Linked DNA regions of Mus musculus: region 1 is linked to region 2. The links are chromatin contacts, called in public promoter capture Hi-C maps. All regions are on one chromosome and are shown on one strand. Each heading gives the region's core, a stretch centred on a gene start, on an enhancer-like site or on the middle of the called end of the contact. The rest is flanking DNA. Distances are from core to core; before and after follow the strand shown.

Region 1 (5,976 bases), core at 3,348-5,847, 69 kb before region 2:
TCATTTAATTTTTACAAGACTTAAAGTTAGACATTACTTCCATGAGATGGGCATCATTTTGCCCAAGGTTGCAGAGTCCCTGGGAAGTGGCTGAGTTGGTGCTTGGCTCCCTTCCTTCCTAGCCAGCTCTGTCTCTATGGCAGTGCTGCTGCCTCAGATCAGTGTAGAGGTGGTGGTAAGTCGTTGTTGAGTTTGATCTCCCTCTCACGTACGATGCTCATGGCCATGACTGAGGTCTTTACTGAGTATACTCAGGTGTAATGGTACCTGTAAGGTGGTCAGTTACATTGCTCATCGAGTGGGTTGGAATGAGTCTAGGAAGAGCTATCCCCTGACTTCTAGACTGCCTGGCACCGTTAGGGGCTGTTGTTGAAGCCACTGGGCATTCTGAAGAGGTGTAAGAGGTGTTTGGTTTCCTCATATACAGAACATTTGAGTCTTTCTTGCAGACCACATTTCCCTCTCATGAGAGGCATTTACTTGTTTAGATTCCAGATCTGCACAGTTTTGTTTTGTTTTGGCTTTTTTTTTCCTTTCTGTTTTTAAGAAACTCAAAAAAAACCAAAACAACAAAAACAAAAACAAACAAACAAAAAAACCAACTGGGCAGTGGTGGCGCACGCCTTTAATCCCAGCACTCGGGAGGCAGAGGCAGAGGCAGAGGCAGAGGCAGAGGCAGAGGCAGAGGCAGAGGCAGAGGCAGAGGCAGAGGCAGAGGCAGAGGCAGAGGCAGAGGCAGAGGCAGGTGGATTTCTGAGTTCGAGGCCAGCCTGGTCTACAAAGTGAGTTCCAGGACAGCCAGGGCTACACAGAGAAACCCTGTCTCAAAAAACCCAAAAAAAAAAAAAAAAAAAAAAAATTGATTACCTGTGCTTTGATTGATGCTGGGCACAGGTCAAGCTGAGTACACACTTGAGCTAGTGCACACACATACACACATACACACACACACACACAGAGAGAGAGAGAGAGAGAGAGAGAGAGAGAGAGAGAGAGAGAGAGCGAGCGAGCATAAATGAGCAATCGAGCAGTGGCCCAAGCCCTGAAGTTACAGTGTTTTGAACATCCTATTCAATTCCATGCTTGAAGACTTCCTGGTTTGTAGAGGGTTTTTAAAGTTGTGGTTGTTGTTGGGTTTGTTTTGGTTTTGTTTGTATCTAGGAAATGAATAAAGCAGCAGACCTCCTTACTGCCTGCTTCAGTGAGACAGATGCCAGTTAAACATTTATGATAAGCGTGTCTTCTCATACTTTCTATTCTTATTTCTTGGTATTGTTGGCATCTGCAAATATGATTTGGAATACATTAATATTTACCTCAGGGTTTTGGATTTCTTCTTGAGAATTTTGTGGGGTGTATAGATGAAGTAGGTTACTGTCTTCCCCCTCATATGCTTTCCTTTAAATCTCTGGGAAGCCCTGTTGGGCTGACCGCCTGCCTTGACCTCTTCCGTCCCGGGTCAGGGTTAGAGGCGCATGCGTTCTCAGCACAGTCACCCTCGTTGCCGCTTCCATTTGTTAATTGTTTGCATTTGGAGAAGGAACAGACTTTGGTTTCTACTCATTCAACAAGTCTGTGTTCTAGGTTTTATCTCCCGGTATGTGCACAGGCACAGGACTCCTTCAGCTCCACAGCAACACTCGTTTGTTTGTTTGTTTGTTTGTTTGTTTTGTTTTCTGAGACAGGGTTTCTCTGTATAGCCCTGGCTGTCCTGGCACTCACTTTGTAGACCAGGCTGGCCTCGAACTCAGAAATCCGCCTGCCTCTGCCTCTGCCTCTGCCTCCCGAGTGCTGGGATTAAAGGCGTGCGCCACCACGGCCGGTGCTATCTTTGATGACTAGGTACTTGTTCACATTGATCCTTGCATACTGATTTCCTGTTGTATACCAGCCCTGTGGAGGCCTGACCCTCCACAGGGGAGGGCGAGTGCCCACAACTCTGTGTGTATGTGGTGTGACTTTACTAGGAAGGAGAAACAAGCAGAGGTAGCATGGAAGTGTGAGCAGCCATCTAGTGTGGGTGTAGGGACACTCTTTTTTTAATGGGGTTATTTGATTTTCTGGAGTCCACCTTCTTGAGTTCTTTATATATGTTGGATATTAGTCCCCTATCCGATTTGGGATAGGTAAAGATCCTTTCCCAATCTGTTGGTGGTCATTTTGTCTTATTGACGGTGTCTTTTGCCTTGCAGAAGCTTTGCAATTTTATGAGGTCCCATTTATCGATTCTCGATCTTACAGCACAGGCCATTGCTGTTCTATTCAGGAATTTTTCCCCTGTACCCATATTTTCGAGGCTTTTCCCTACTTTCTCCTCTATAAGTTTCAGTGTCTCTGGTTTTATGTGGAGTTCCTTAATCTACTTAGATTTGACCTTAGTACAAGGAGATAGAAAGGGATCAATTCGCATTTTTCTACATGATAACTGCCAATTGTGCCAGCACCATTTGTTGAAAATGCTGTCTTTTTTCCACTGGATGGTTTTAGCTCCCTTGTCAAAGATCAAGTGACCATAGGTGTGTGGGTTCATCTCTGGGTCTTCAATTCTGTTCCATTGGTCTACTTGTCTGTCACTATACCAATACCATGCAGTTTTTATCACAATTGCTCTGTAGTACAGCTTTAGGTCCGGCATGGTGATTCCACCAGAGGTTCTTTTATCCTTGAGAAGAGTTTTTGCTATCCTAGGTTTTTTGATCAGGTGAGATTAGAGGCCGCCTGGCAGCCTAGGTAAGTGGGATGGAAGCAGAGAGTGCTGGAGAGTGCTGTGAGGTGCACTGGAGGGTGGCCAGCCGGAACAGAACAGTTACGGAGTCTGGGAAGCTGTCAGGGGCTGTAGGTGTCATTGGGACAGGAGCCCCATGCATGGATGGGTATTGGATGGTGAGAACAGCATTGAAGGGTAAGGCAGGGCTGCTGCAGTCCTCAGGGACGCTGTGAGCCCCTCTAGCCAGTGCTGCTTCCTGTAGGCGCCATTTTACCATGGAGGAAATGCCACACAGGTGAGTGAGGTGACTGTCAGTGCTCACTGTCAGCTGAGCAGTTCTCAGACCTTAAGGTGGCCTTGAGCCATATCAGTGGCTTTGAGCTCTGTCTGACTTTATAAACCTTAGCCTGTATACTAGATATGGCATATATGTATGTATGCGTGTATGCATTTTTTCACGTTGTTATGAGCCACATCTTTTTGCACATTTCATAGCTGTTTGAACACCTGTTTTTGTTCAGTTGTTCATTCATTTATTTGTTCATTCATTCATTCATTCAAAAAACATTAATCACATCCTGGGTCCCTGCCGCCACCCCTGCTGTGCTAGCAATGCAGCTGTGCTGACTAAGGAAGGGTCTGGTTCTGACGGGATCTGAATGTGAAGAGTGGAGTGATGACAAAGTCATGTGTCACTGAAAACATAAATCCGTGCGTGTAAGCCTGGGCGTGCTGCAAAGGAGCACACGCCAGACGTTTGTAAATGACACCTGTTAGAAAGATTTGAGTATAATTCTCATGTTTACTTTATCCAGTTCTGTTTCACCTAAGAACAGCACACTGCTTTCTTATGAAAGCTCTAGCTATTTCTGTATTAGGAAGAAAACGTGGCCATTGTAAGCAGTACAGTGCAACCCTTCAGCTCTTCCCTCTGGCTGTGAGTTGATATTTGTATAATCCTGCTGATCCCTTTAAACTGTAAGTAGCCATCGTCTGTCCGGGGGTTGCAAGATGCTGGTATACTGAGCATAACATTTACTGAAGACATGGGGCTGCTGCCCTGCCTCCTGTATCAGTTCTAAAGTTCAAGGTAGGGCATTTTTCAGGGATCTGAAGCCACTGGTACGTGGACTACTCACTCCTTTCTCCTCCCCAAGAAGATTTTCATTAAAAACTCGTTTGCATCTTTGAAGAATAAGCATAGCAGTTGTTTTGAAAGAACGTGCATATACGTGAAAGTGGCTTTTAAGGGAAGATTACAGTGTTAGAGATGGTGGCGTTGATCCAGTGTGTGCTGCCCACTGCCATGAGGTAATCATCGAAGCTGGTAACTAGGTTCCCAGCTATTCTTAGAAAGACTTCCTGCCTCCCTTCACTTCCTCACCCTGCCTTCCCTCTCCCTTGCATCTCCTCTGAAGCCTACACGAGCCTTGAACTCTGTAACTCAGCTTGACATCAAACTAAACAAACTCAATGTGTCTCAGCCTCCAGTGTCAAGGTCACAGGTAAGAGGCATCACCCAGGCCATTCTGATTTTCTAATGTCTTTTTATCATTCTTCTGGTTCTTAACACTAGTGAGCAAGTGAAAAGCTGTCTCTTGTTTTGTTTTGCTGTTTTTGTATTTAAAGAAAAAGAGGTTCATTCAAGGAAGTGACCTTGACACTGAGATATTAAGGTTGCCGTGGATATTGGGGTGGTCTGTGAGTCAGGCCACCAGTGAGTTGGGAGAAGCTGGCATTTAGTCAGTGAAAGGGTGGTGGCTCTCTGTATGGATAGATCTTTATGCTTTTCCTTTGGCGGGCTCTGATACTCAAGCAAGCATGAAGTAAGTTAGAAGTGGCAGCTGCAGGCTGGAAAGTCAGAGGTAGGTGAGAGACAACGCCCAGAAGCAGCGGGGAGGGTGGACATGGAGGAGGAGCCCCAGCATTAGGAAGTAGTGCCTCAGAGAGGGTTTGCCACACTGAGAGCAAAGGTTAAAGGTCATTGACTTCCGCTATCTCACCTTTAGAGCCGCCTAGAGCTTGTAGTGTGATTTGCATGGCTTCAGGTGGAACCATGAGAGGGTTTGTGGAGTGGTCAGCAGCATACACTCAGTGCAGGGGTGGGTGGCCTGCAGTGCTCTTGCTTGTAGGAATGGGAAGTGGGCCACAGTGCTTTGGATCAACTGTCCCTGATGGGCAAATCACAGCATGCAAGTATAGAGAGCTAAAGATCAAATTGATGTTAAGTCTGTTTGGACTAGGGCATGTTGCAGCCTTGGGACTCGTGGGCTTTGGGCTCTTATACGTCTCACGGGGCTTTCGGGGCCTGGAATCCAGCAGGCAGGGGTGAAGGGCCACTCCAGCTGCATTATTACTGCATTGGTTTGAGATTGAAATGTGCAGAATGGGTTTGAGTGTGCGAAAGCTGGGCAGGAACGAGTTGGGCAGGGTTTGTGGGAATTTACCCTGCAGTACAGGAGGTAGAAAGACTCAGATCTACAAGACAAACTTGTTATTCTCAGTATAGAATCCAGGGAGACCTTGTGGGCCAAGTCAGGGGAGCCACCTAACACTGGGTAAGTTGTGGTGGAAATGGGGCAGGCTGAGGCACAGGAGTGGTGGCTCCCACCTAGAGTCGCAGCACTGGTGACTGAAGCATGGGGATTGCTATGAGATACAGACCAGCCTGAGTCATGGAGTGAGACCCTGTGAGAAAGGAAGGAAAACACTGAAAGGGCTTAAGAAGCAGCCGGATGGGAAGGGTATGCAGCACGCAGGTGGAGAGCGGGGTGGGGAGGCTTGCACAACACGCTGCACTTCATTGTTGAGTGGATAATCAATATGCTGTGTGGTCTGAGAATCCACAGAGAAACTAGACGCTCCCGAGGACCAGCTGGATCTTAGCAGCGCTTTCTATATGCACTTAATCATGTCCACAGAGAAAGTGCAGGTCGGGTTTGATGGAGCCGTACATGCTCCGCTTCCTTCCTACTGAGTGTTTTGGAAATGTAGCCATGCCCCGTGTTCACGGAGAGCTGTTCCCTCACGACCATAGCAGAGCCATAGCATGGCTTAAACTTGACCCATTGTTTTCAGAAGCATCTAGGATATCTCCAGACTTCTGTTTCCTTGTGCGACCACATTCACCTGGCTGCACTCTTGAGCGCTAGACGGCATTTTGTTAGAACCCCCATGCAGACTGCCCTTCAGCGCATGCCTGCCATTCCACTATTGCCCTAGCGCCAGTGTTGACGAGTGACCCTTTCCACTCATGCCAAGTAAGGCAT
Region 2 (5,908 bases), core at 2,518-5,017:
GCCCATGTGCTGTCAGAATCACAGGGAAGATTGGGGTGGGGTTGAGGTTGCCATTCATAGAAAGCAAAAAGGGGGACAGAGACTCTACTTCCATCCGCCCTGTCTGTGTTTGACGGAGCCGTCTCAGTGATATACATTACGTGGGGTATAGATGCTTGGTCACCATCTCAATTCATAGCTTCTCCACGGCCCTCAGCTCTTCATCTGCACGTGCACTTTGGTCACCAAGCCCAGCTCTGCTATGTGCAGACAGGAGAGAAGGTCAGGGTGGGTCAGGCACAGCCCGCCTGGGTACTGTCTTTCTCTTCTCTTTCCTCTCATCTTATAGACACTCTCTCAGGCTCTCCCCTCCTTGACAACAGCTCCCGGCTCTCTGTGGTCATATGTTTGCAGGGCTGGGGAAAACAGAACGGAAAGGAGCCATTGGCAAGACATTTAAGGAGGGCCTTGGGATTCCAAAGACAGGGCAAGACACCTGGCAGTTGCTTTGGTGTGGCTTGTTATGCGTCAGAGCACTCTATTGGCTTCTTTAAAGGGCAGGACAGGAGGTAGCTGGCTCAAGTGCAGAGAAAACCAGCCGTAGGGAGTCCAACTGCCAACAGTGTCACAGCCACGACACTAGGCCTCACGAGTGTCCACTGTGAATGAAAGGGAGGGTAGGTGGGGGTGAGGGCACCAGAAGATCCCTTCTTCCCTCTCTCCCCAAGTTTGTTTGAATGAGGATGTGATGTGTGGGCAGGAAGACAGGAACCCTGAGAGGTGACTCCTTGGATTTTCGTGGGGGCCTCACGTCTACGGCCCCTCATGTGCCCTTTGAGCTTTCTGGTTTGCTTTCTGAGCTTGTGAGGCAAGCAGAATTGGTTATTCCAAACGGGAGCTTTAATTCCTCTTATGATCCAGTAGATAGCGTCAGCCTCCCTCAAGTGTCCCTTTATCACTCTCTGTTTTTATTAATCCTGGGGCTCTGGATGATAATGGTCCCATAAAAAAATAATAATAACTGAAGTGAAGTGTTGCTACGGCAGCCTCCTTAAATGGTTACCACACGGTCCACATCCTTAAAAGACACATGCAGTGTTTCAGTAGTTTCAGTCTCTCTCTTTCCCCCTCTCTCCCCCCTCCTCCCGTCCTCTGTCCTCCCTCCTCCTTCCATCCTGTCCTCCCCATCTCCCTCTCTCTTCCTCTTTCTCCTGTCCTCCCCTACTTCTTCCTCTTTCTTTCGCTTTTGAGTCAGGGTCTCACCATGTAGATCAGGGTTGGCCTTGAACTCACAGAAATCCGTCTGCCTCTGTCTCCTAAATGCTGGGATTACAGATGTGTGTCTGTTTCCCATGCCCCACCCCTTAGTATGTGAGTCTAGTGGAATCCCTTCTGTGCACTTCACTGCAGATGTGCTGACGATGAAAACATCTGTAGAGATGTTTCGAGTCCTGTGCTCCCAGGGAGAAAAGGGCGAATTCAGCCGAGACAATGAGCAGGAGGTCAGTTTGAACCAGCGATGACACCCAGGGCAGCCCAGCAAGAGGCAAACAACACCTCACTGAAGGACAGGTTTTTTTTTTTTTTGAGACCCTTAGTGTTTCCTCATGACCCAACCCCCCTTAGATATCTGGTTCTTCTCATTGGCCACACTGTGTGGATGTGCAAGAGGGGATGAGACTCCAGGCATAGCGTGGTCCTGCCCATGTAGGGCAACATCTGAGCTTTTTGTGATCTTGCTGCAGCTTTGACTCTCTCTGCATTTACATCTCACACCTGCTTGTTGATGGGTTTGAATTGGATTTGGGACGCCCAAATAAAAAGTGACCTTAGCCAGGTAGTGGTGGTGCACATCTTTAATCCTAGCACTCTGAAAGCAAAGGCAGTCCTTGGTTTCCACGTAGTTTGGGGATGGGGGAAGGCTTCTTTGCTGTTTGCCACTGCGCTGTGGCCCAGGCTAGCTGGCTCTGAGCTCCAGCTTCGGGGTCCTCCTGTCTCTGCCTCCCATCTGGCTATCAGAGCGCTGGTGTTGCCCACACACACCACCTCCAGCATTTTTATGTGGCCTTTGAACACGAGAAGGCAGGCCACTAGGCTGTGTGGTGGGCGCTCTCCTGGCCCCCACTCTTCCCACTACATCCCATGTCATCTGCACACAGAGCCCCAGTGTCCAAGGTGTGTTTATGACCCGCGGTTGAGACTTGGGTTGTTTTTGTAAGAGTCTCTCTCCATTTATCTCTGCTTACATTAGGTGAAAGTCAATCTCACACAGACATTCCCTTCTCCGACTCTGGGCTGGCTAACTCAGAAAAGTGTCCTGTGGACCTGGCCCTCATTCAGTCTCACCTATCTCCATCCGTCCCCAACACAAATTCCTTTTTGCAAGTTCCCTATTGTTTCTGGGTTCAGCCCAACACCAAACATCAGACCAGGAAACCCAAAGCAAGATTCCCTATGTGACAGGTGCATATCAAACTGGGCTACATCCTAAGACCTTCCCACCTCACAAAAGGCTCCACAGAGGCCCCTGCTGTCTTTGTAAAGTGAAAACATCACAGGCATTTCTAGATATCTGCAGGATATTGGCTCCAGTATCACCCAGCTATCAAACCAGATATCAAAACCCAAGGATGTCCCTTCTTCTAACCTGCATTTTAAATTTTTAATTTTACGTGTATGAGTGTTTTGCCTGTATATATGTCAGTATACCATGTGCGTGTCTGGTGCCTGCCTGCAGAGACCAGAAGAGGGCACTTGATCCTCTGGAAGTGGAGTTATTGACAATTGTGAGCTACCAGGTAGGTGCTGGAATTCGAACTGGGGTCTGCCGGGAGAGCCGCCAGCCTGTGCTTACTCACCGAACCATCTCTCCAGCCTCACCCAGAACCTGCGTTTTTGACATGCTGGCCAAAGCTATACACAACCTATATTCCCCAGGGAAATAAACTAATGGAAGGAGTGGACTTCAACCATAGGTACCAGGATGCTGAGAGAAGCCAGATGCAATAGAACATTCAGGAAACGGAGACCTTTGATGGTGGCCAGGATGAGGGTCACTCTGACTTGGGGTACCTGGGGTTAGTCCCAACTAACTGGCCAAGCTCTGTTTTGAATTTGTTCAAGTTAGGTAGGCAGACTTGCTTCATGGGAATTTATCAAGTTGCAACCAAACATGCTTCTCTATATTTGTGTTACGTTCTAAGGTTTTCTAGAAGTCTCCCTTCGGCCACCAAGTTTACTTTGGATATTTGGGGATACTTCAGTCAGTTCCATTGGTAAGTGACCTGCTTTTTCTTTCTTCTTTCATTTATTTTGAGATAGAATCTCGTAGCTCTGGCTGTCCTGGAACTCTATGTCGACAGGCTGGCCTTGAACTCACAGAGTTTTGCCTTCCCTCTGCCTTTGGAGTGCTGGGATTAAAGGCGCGTGTACACCGGTTCTAGCCCTGCGTGTTTGTTTTCCATCTCACCCCAGAGCACCGCAGTTGCAGCGTGTTCCTCCCCGTCCTTGATTATTTGAAGCCACAGGGAGGATGTCAGAAAACAGAAGGTTCATCCCCAGGGTGCAGCAGCTGCTTTTGTGTTAAGGTGGCCGTCACAGCCATCCCACACGGGTGGAAAACTCGAAGCCTAGCCTACTGCACTCAGTAAGCGTGACCTCATGTCACTCTGGGTCAACCGGTGTGGGACTCCAGCTTCAGGCCCGCCTCTTTGCAAGCAGAGGGTGACATGGCCCCGTTGTCAGGTCAGGTGGAGGAGGAAGTGAGGAGCTGGGGGCATGAGGCTTGCCTGCCCTGAGAGTGGCACTCACCAAGTTATGCATTAACCAGGGATCAGCCCTGTGGCAGGCCGGGACTGCAATAGCAAACCGAAAGGAGATGTTTATAGCTGGCGAGTGGATGTCTAATAAATTACCTCTCCTGCCAAAAAAATGTGCCCTCTCCCCTTTGCATGTCACCTTGTCACAAAATTGAAATGTCAGGTGAGCAAATACCAGGGTCCGACAAGCAAAGAGACCCCCTCCTCCCGACAGGAGGGTCACAAAGCTTCCCTCTTCCTGACCTGAGAGTTTCATTATCACCCGGGAACAGATTGTGTGGATAATACGGGGCCCCGGGGGCTGAGGGAGCCAGGGAGGTCCAGGAGGCCAAGGGAGGATAGGGTGCCCAGGTGGTGTGAGCTAATGGGTAGCACCCTGGATGTGCGAAGCCTGCTCAGGAATTGAATATTCTGTGTTTCTTGTTCTAGGGCAGCAAAAAGCAACAGCGTGTGGGGGTAGGGGTGGGGGTGGGGTTGGGGGTGGGGGTGGGGGTGGGGTGAGTGGCTTTCGTCATGGGCCCCGATGCCACTCACATTGAGCAGCCCTCCTGAGGATATGAGTACCGTCACTTCCAAAATTCTGGGGAGTGAGACAGGGGAGGGAGAAATTGAGCCCCGCGGGAATGGCCCGCTGCCCGTTCATCCTGAGGCCCTATCTGTACCCATAAAGCGGAGGTGAGTTCTGACCCACGTTGGCGCATCTCCCTCCCATCCCTCCATCTCCCTTTCTCACCCTCCCCTGCCTCCTTTCGCATTTCTCTTCCTCGACTATCTATTAAGCACCAAGTGTGTGCGGTCTCTGCGGGAGCAGCATGGTATGCAGAAAGAACGCAGAGTGTGGATCTTGCTGCGTGCATTTACCACCGGTTGGGAGAGACCCAAGCATGCAGGGCCACCTCTGACCACAGGTGGCCAGTGACCTCTTGGGAAGTCCCTTTCTAGGCAGATACAAGCGGTGAGATCAGGGCTCGGGGAGCAGGTGGGTGCTCTCGCTTTGGGCAGGAGCAGCAGCTCATGGGCAGGGGCTGTGTGGAAAGGCCAGGCATCCCCTGGCCATGGACAAAGCCTGATGCCGTCTTCTCTTGGAGGCAGCTCGATTTGTCTAAAGGTGCCTGGGCTTTACAACCAAACTTGAAAAATAATCAATCACGAAGTACATATAAGGCAAGGCTTCCCATCTTAACTGTTAAATGCACGCTGTCAGCATTATTACATTCACACGGCTACAGAGCCGTCACCGGCGGCCCTGTCTAGAACGGTTTTCATTTTGCAGGATGGAGACTGCACTTCTTAAACAGTTGCTCCCCGTTCCCCACTCCTCTAGGTCCCGGAAGCCTCCATTCTACTTCCCGTCTGTCTCCAGACTGACTGCTCTAAGGATCTCACAGAAGCAGAATTCTCAAAGCTTTGTCCTTTGGTCATGGTCTTATTTAACTTTTATATGTGTGTCTTCCAGCTTCACTCTTGAGGTGACACAAGCCCTGGCTTCCTTCCTTTTTAAGGGAACGTGTCCCATCAAGCTTGGTTTGCTCATATGTAGTAGGTCTTTGGGTTCCTTACACTAAAGTCACTAAGAGTATGCCATTTGGAAATATCCAATGTCCAGACATTTAAACAAATAGGAAGCCTGTCTGTCTGTCTGTCTGTCTGTCCAGCTGGGACCGAGCCATGAGCTCTGAAGTGTCTGGGTGAGGTGGGAGACAGCAGAGGAGAGACATGGTCGAGCCTGTGGAGGCGGATGTGCCCGGAGCGCCTGCCTAGCTCCAGCTTGTGTGCAGAGAGGATCCAGCCGTAACCTTGTGGTGCTTGGCTTTGGCCTGGAGGTCTTAAGCTGGAGTCTTTTTATCCTTTTATCCCAGTATATTGCTACAGCTTTGGTTCCGAATATCCTCTGATGGTTGACATGTTGGAGGCTTGGTCTCAGCCCATGGGATTAATGGGAGGTAGAGAGCTTTGAGGAGGTAAGGCCTACTAGAAGGAGGTTAGGTGACAGGGAGTGTGACAGGGTCCTTGAAAGGACCACTGGGACTCTGACCTCCCCGTGAGATTGCATCTTGGCCATAAAGGGGCAAACGGCTTCCTCTGCTGTGTGCCCCCACCATGATCTGCCA

The links. Capture Hi-C pulls out chosen DNA fragments and counts their contacts.
Region 1: a contact with region 2 is called in a promoter capture Hi-C map of liver, with 1.7 times the contacts expected there. The contact joins two enhancer-like sites. A contact is called at or near these places in 2 of 484 Hi-C or Micro-C datasets (nephron progenitors and pancreatic cancer cells), 1 of 115 datasets of contacts at active chromatin or transcription factors (embryonic stem cells) and 2 of 9 other capture datasets (adipose tissue and liver).

The regions. Positions count from the first base shown.
Region 1 is chr5:146,756,187-146,762,162 of GRCm38.p6, reverse strand. All of the region lies in intron 3 of Usp12 (ubiquitin specific peptidase 12), which reads left to right. Among named protein-coding and RNA genes, the nearest start is that of Usp12, 36 kb to the left of the region's middle. Within about 2 kb of position 4,597, at least 50 of the 459 cell types and tissues checked have an H3K27ac peak or open chromatin away from gene starts, as enhancers often do. A contact at or near this core is called in liver and pancreatic cancer cells, where this site is marked.
Region 2 is chr5:146,685,935-146,691,842 of GRCm38.p6, reverse strand. No RefSeq gene overlaps it. Among named protein-coding and RNA genes, the nearest start is that of Gm34700, 12 kb to the left of the region's middle. Within about 2 kb of position 3,767, at least 55 of the 459 cell types and tissues checked have an H3K27ac peak or open chromatin away from gene starts, as enhancers often do. A contact at or near this core is called in liver and pancreatic cancer cells, where this site is marked.